2 separate regions of the Rattus norvegicus genome follow, and region 1 is linked to region 2. The links are chromatin contacts, called in public Hi-C maps. All regions are on one chromosome and are shown on one strand. The core of a region is the stretch at or near the end of the contact, and the rest is flanking DNA. Distances in the headings are between cores, read along the strand shown.

Region 1 (2,700 bases), core at 148-2,647, 240 kb before region 2:
CCCGCCCCCAGAAGTCCTATTCTCCTCGTTTCTATTCCCACCCCCATCCTCATCGTCAAAAGTAAGGATTGGGGGCAGGGATGAGAATCAGTGACCATAACAAGATAGATTATTTCTCAAAATCGTGCCATTCCACAACGTTGAAGGGCAGAGTTACTGGGATGGAAAAACAGACAAACGAAAGAAAGAAAATAAAAGTAGACCGTTCCTTTTTGCCCTAATAAAACCAGGGGGGATGTTTACTGAAAAAGCTTCCCACATGCCAGACAGGAGGTGAAGGAGGCCTCCTCAGAGTGCACAGCATTTCAGTCTTTGCCAAAGCGCCCTTGCCCTAGGGCATCTGTTGCACACTTCCTACAAGTGGAACCACTCAACAGCTGGTCCTGGGTGGAGCAACGAAAGCAGCATGCACCTTACTCAAGTCAGTTCAGCCAGCCAATGTGCAGGCTTCAAGCAAAAAGAAAAACAAAAATGAAACCTCAAGCTAGAGCCTGGTGAGCCGCAGGGGGCAGAAGTGCAGAGACTGGAACACAGCCTGGTCTCCACCGAGCACCCAAACCCAATTAAGGCTTTTCCAGCCTAGAGATGCTGGGAACTGTGGATCAAAGAATCTGCGACGCCTGGGAATGGCAAACCGGCTCTTCGGGAAGCCGTGATGTGGGGGCAGCACAATGGTGGGCGCTGGAGATAGTAGGTTGGAGGGATCTATTCATGGGCATGGGCAAGCTGATTGGGAACAGGAAGATTGCAAAGATTGCGCGCTGTTGGTGAAGGAGGAGAGCCGGGCTCTTGGCTCTGGAAGGCAAGGACTGAACAGTCGCGTTGCGGTGTAAAGGAAACCTTGGGGCTCCCGCCAGCACATAAATTCCGAGGTTTTGGATCCTGGAAAGCGATTGCTAGTGCGCTGAAGGCAGAGCTGGCGGAAGGGTCCACTGGTGATCAAGGGCGACAGCCAGACTACTGGGAAAAGGAGGAGGGGGTGTATCTTCCCGGACGGACACACACACACACACACACACACACACACACACACACACACACACACACACACACATAGGATCCCGTGCTGCTCGCACCTGCCCCCAAGCACGCTGGGCTCACAGCCTCCGGCTGCGGCGCTCACTCACCTTCCGCACGAGAGCGGATCTCCGACACTGTCCTCCGCATGGTGGGCATCTCGACAGCCCCTGCAGGTAGGTCTCGGGCGGGGACTCTGCACCTGTCACGGCGCCGCGCGGGCGGGAGAGCTGGCTGCACCGCGCAGAGAGCTCAGCTGCCGCCCGGCCGCGCCTCCCACCCAGGACAGCGTCGCCACCAGGAGCCGCCTGGGCACCGGGCGGGAGGGGGAAGGCGGCGAAGGAGCTGCGTCCGCAGAGCCGCCTAGGTCTCCCCGCAGTGGCAGAGGAACGGGCTCGAGGGGCGGAGCCAGGGACGGCGCCGGGGGCGTGGTCTGCGGGGCGAGCGCTCACTCGCTGGCCTCCTGGAGTGGGGCGGGGACAGGGCCGCCGGCCTCCGGGTCCCGCCCAGTTTGGACCGTACCATCCGCGGGGAGAGGGACATCGATTCTAGCTTTCTCGGCCTCTTGGCTCACCTCAGCCCTCCTTAAGGCTAGTACAAGTGTCCCAAACCTTAATAAAAGTGGAAGAGCTGCTCTAGTTTCTGGAAGCTCTGGCATCCCCTCCAGCCACCCTCTGGCTCTACAATGCGATAGAACCGCCCGTCCTCAGGGTTCGGTGTAGGCAGCCTGAGTCTAAGGCTCTGAGACTTTGTGGTTGACGCCTCTGATGCTGTGGGGGACACTGCGTTCGCCGCCAGAGTGGAATCCTAGCCGATCTCAACCCAGCCTGACTCCTGGCCTGAGCTGCACTTGAACCCTCTCTAGTAGCAGGTCGTGAGACCCGAGACCACGGGAGCTTTCCTTCTTCTTGTCATTCTAAGGCTTAGAGCCACACTACCTGCGTGGGTGTGAGCCCATATTTCCCACCACTTCGTTCTCTGCAACCTGTTAAGGCTCTGAAATTGTAACCAAACCAACTGTTGACCACATGGTTAACCAAGCAAAATTCTGTTGTTTGTTGTTTCTGCTTCAGAAAGTTCGATGCAGTAGTTTATCCTCAAAACCTAGTGGGTCGTCGATATAAAATCCATAAAGATGCTAGTTACAAGTCCTCATATCCTAGAGACCAGCACGACCTCAATGCCTTTTATTTTGCGTAGTAAAATACAATCTAACGAGGTTGGGGATTTAGCTCAGCGGTAGAGCGCTTGACCTGGGTTCGGTCCCCAGCTCCGGAAAAAAAAAAAAAAAAAAAAAAAGAAAAGAAAAGAAAAGAAAAAAGAAAAAAATCCAATCTAACAAGTCAAAACAATTGCAGTATTTTTAATTTGTTATCGATTTCAGTCTCGAGATAGGATGAGGGAGGCTTTGTGTCTAAGCAAGCTTCTGAGCAGGGAAGAAGGGAATAACCAGGTAAAAGCTACCAGCTTCCTGCATTGTTCTTCTAGGCCCCTAGTAGAAAGGGTTATGCCAAGGCTTTTTATTTGTGTTCCTTTGACATCCAGAAGGAAGAGGTTGAACGAGAGAGAGAGAGAGAGAGAGAGAGAGAGAGAGAGAGAGAGAGGATTGCAACTCGGGCATAAGGAAAAAAGACAAAATGTGCTAATAGCGTCTTCTCTCCATTCGTGATATTTCCTCTACCT
Region 2 (2,700 bases), core at 35-2,534:
CTTGTCTTGGATGCTGGAATAGAAGCTACACGGTGAATAAAACTTTTTTTCTCCAAATTGCTTTTGCTCATGGTATTTTACCATGTGTCTAACTAAGACACAGCCATTGTCTATCTCTGTACAGAAAGGTATTTATGTCTAGCAAGGGATTTTTATATGATGTTGGTCTTGGACTTAGGGGGGTTGTGAAGTCTTACTATTTAACTTTTGGCCAAGTTGGAGACCCAGGAAAACCTCAATATAGTTTAAAGCAACTGTAATTTTCTATAACCTTCAGAACAAAAAAAGGAAAAAACAGAAGGGAAAAAGAGGGTGGATGTCAAGTAGCCAGGTAGAGAGCACAGGGCCAGCCTTGCTCTACCTCTCTGCCTTGCTCTGCCCCATCCCCCACCCACAGACATCATGGTGTCCGACTACTTTCTTTTGTATACTCTTAAATTCAAATGCAAATTTCCTCTAAAAACATCTTTGTGTACAGACCCAGAAACAACTTGACCAATTAGATTTCCGAGTAGACCCTGGACAAGAACACTATGATCATAGCTGCCAAGTATCAAAGCTGTGGTTGAGATGGTTTGCTCAGTGCAAGCATTTTTATTCTGAAACAAAAGTTTGAGCAGGGTTCGGTGGCTCATTCCCGTATCCAGCACTTGGGAGGCTGAAAAAGGAAAGAAGCCACACAGTGAGGCTTTGTCTCAAAAAGCAGAAAAAATCGTTCCAACCAATTAGACTGCGTAGGTCTGCTTTTTTCTCAAATGTGAATGAGTGTGTGGGGTAACCTTGATACCACATTGTAGGGAGCGGCTAAAGATGGCGCCGACATCCGGTGGTCGTTTGTGGTAAACACCTACAGCGCATGTGTTGGCAGACCCCCAGCACCTACAAGGCCAGGGTGATATTCATGCTAAATAGGTATTTCATGCTCCACCAATCCCCAGTGGACAAATTTACAGCCACAGCCTGTTTTGTACTTAAGGCAAGTGCCTTTGTTCCCCGGGGTCCCCGTACTATCAATGAGGTGTTCCTGCAATAAAGGCTGATTGAGAAGGATCCAACGGTGTTGCGTCTTCCTTGCCGGTCGAGGTGGGCGCGACACCACATGATGAATGTCAATCTAAAGGTCGTCGTGGACAGTGCCAGCAATTGGAATTGTCTGGATACAGAGGAATAGGAAGAAAGGCGGCGGTGGGAAGAGGCAAGCGCCCTTTAAAGGGGAGACTGGAGCAAGCTTCCATTACTGCTTTGAGCTAGAAAGCAAACTATTTCTGCTTCCATGTTCTTTGGGTTTTCAAAAGATTAAAATCCAGGTTTCCACCTGAAACCTTGAGCTGGCTTAGTGGTGAATGCCAGAGCGACACTGCCTGTCCCACAGCTTTCTGATGGGGTAAGGAGGCTTCTTTCTTTATCCACATAGTCAGTCAGACATGCCGCAAGATCAGCAGTGTCTCGGGAGGGCATTCTCTGAACGGTCATTTTAATTTTGGTGAGTAGGACAGTATTGACTTCTCAGTTAATGTCTCGGCAGGTTTAGCAATCAATCTGAACAGATCAACAATTTCTTGGGAGGTCATTAACGTTTTTCTTGTACAGTCTTGGGACATTAACAAACCAGAAAGTTCCCTTTATAGAAATATTCACCTGTGGTTCATTCATTCATATCTGCAAAGTTGGGTGCTGAGAAAAGGAGGCTTTTTGTGACACTTGATAAATATTTCTGACTTGACTGTTTGCACATGCCTAAAAATATATGAATAACAGTCGCCCTCAGTAGGAGGTTTGGTTTGTAATCCTTGTACAACAGTGTAAAAGCCCGCCATTGAAGTGCATATTGATGTGTAACTTTACTTGTGACCTTTAGCTTATAGAAGAGTGATGAAGCTGATACGTCAATGGCATTTTATATTAGCAATGACATTTTCAACATAACACATCTTTTGCCGAGTGTTTGTTAGACACCAGGTTTTTGTTATTTCTCATTTGTCAAAGAGTCTTACCTCACAAATGATCATACGGTAGAACTTAAGGTCCTAATTTTACAAGTAACGGACTTACAATGTTTGAGTATATTTAAGTTAAGATCATTTAGTTGCTGAGAGGGAAATGAACAAAATCTGTCTAAATTATAGGAAAGTATAGAAATTATTATTATGCACCTACTATGTACCAGATTGTGTCACAGGTTCTTATTTCTTAGGAAAAACGTGAGTTCCTGATTTAGTAGAGGTATAGTTTATTTGTAGGTCCTGGTAGGGAGCAGATAGTGTGCGCTCTATAATATTCCATAGTCCTGCCTATTTTAAAGGAAAAGATTGGGTAAGAGGACAGAGGGGCTTTGTTAATGGTGTAAGGAGGAATGGTTGCCTGGCTGGCGGTGGTGATGTTGCCTGAGGTTGTTGATGTTGTTGAGGTGGTGACATTTAATGGAGGATTAAAAGTGGAGGGAGAAGCAGGCACTACCAAGGTTGTTCCTTTGACAATCCCATCCTGGTATAACTTGCTATTCAGTTCTAGAACAGTGTTTTTCTTTGGTTATTTATAACTTGCAGGATCACATAGTATCATGCTCTAGAAAGGGCACACATTCTGCTCTGACCTTAATCCCTTCCCTCTGAGTTACCTGGACGCCTTAAGCCTAGATTTCCTCATCTGTTAAGTCTGGATCTTAACTTTCATCATGTATGGCAATGAAAATAAGGCACA

What was found. Hi-C and Micro-C count contacts between places; a contact is called where the count stands out from the background.
Region 1: a contact with region 2 is called in a Hi-C map of frontal cortex, with 2.9 times the contacts expected there. The contact joins the promoter of Atp8a1 here to the enhancer-like site in region 2. A contact is called at or near these places in 2 of 12 Hi-C or Micro-C datasets (frontal cortex and prefrontal cortex).

The regions. Positions count from the first base shown.
Region 1 is chr14:40,667,650-40,670,349 of GRCr8, reverse strand. It overlaps Atp8a1 (ATPase phospholipid transporting 8A1), which reads right to left and starts at 1,397. Exons shown (of 37, transcript NM_001426995.1): 1 at 1,128-1,397. The coding sequence starts at 1,176.
Region 2 is chr14:40,423,900-40,426,599 of GRCr8, reverse strand. All of the region lies in intron 1 of Grxcr1 (glutaredoxin and cysteine rich domain containing 1), which reads left to right. Among named protein-coding and RNA genes, the nearest start is that of Grxcr1, 55 kb to the left of the region's middle. Within about 2 kb of position 1,284, at least 18 of the 93 cell types and tissues checked have an H3K27ac peak or open chromatin away from gene starts, as enhancers often do.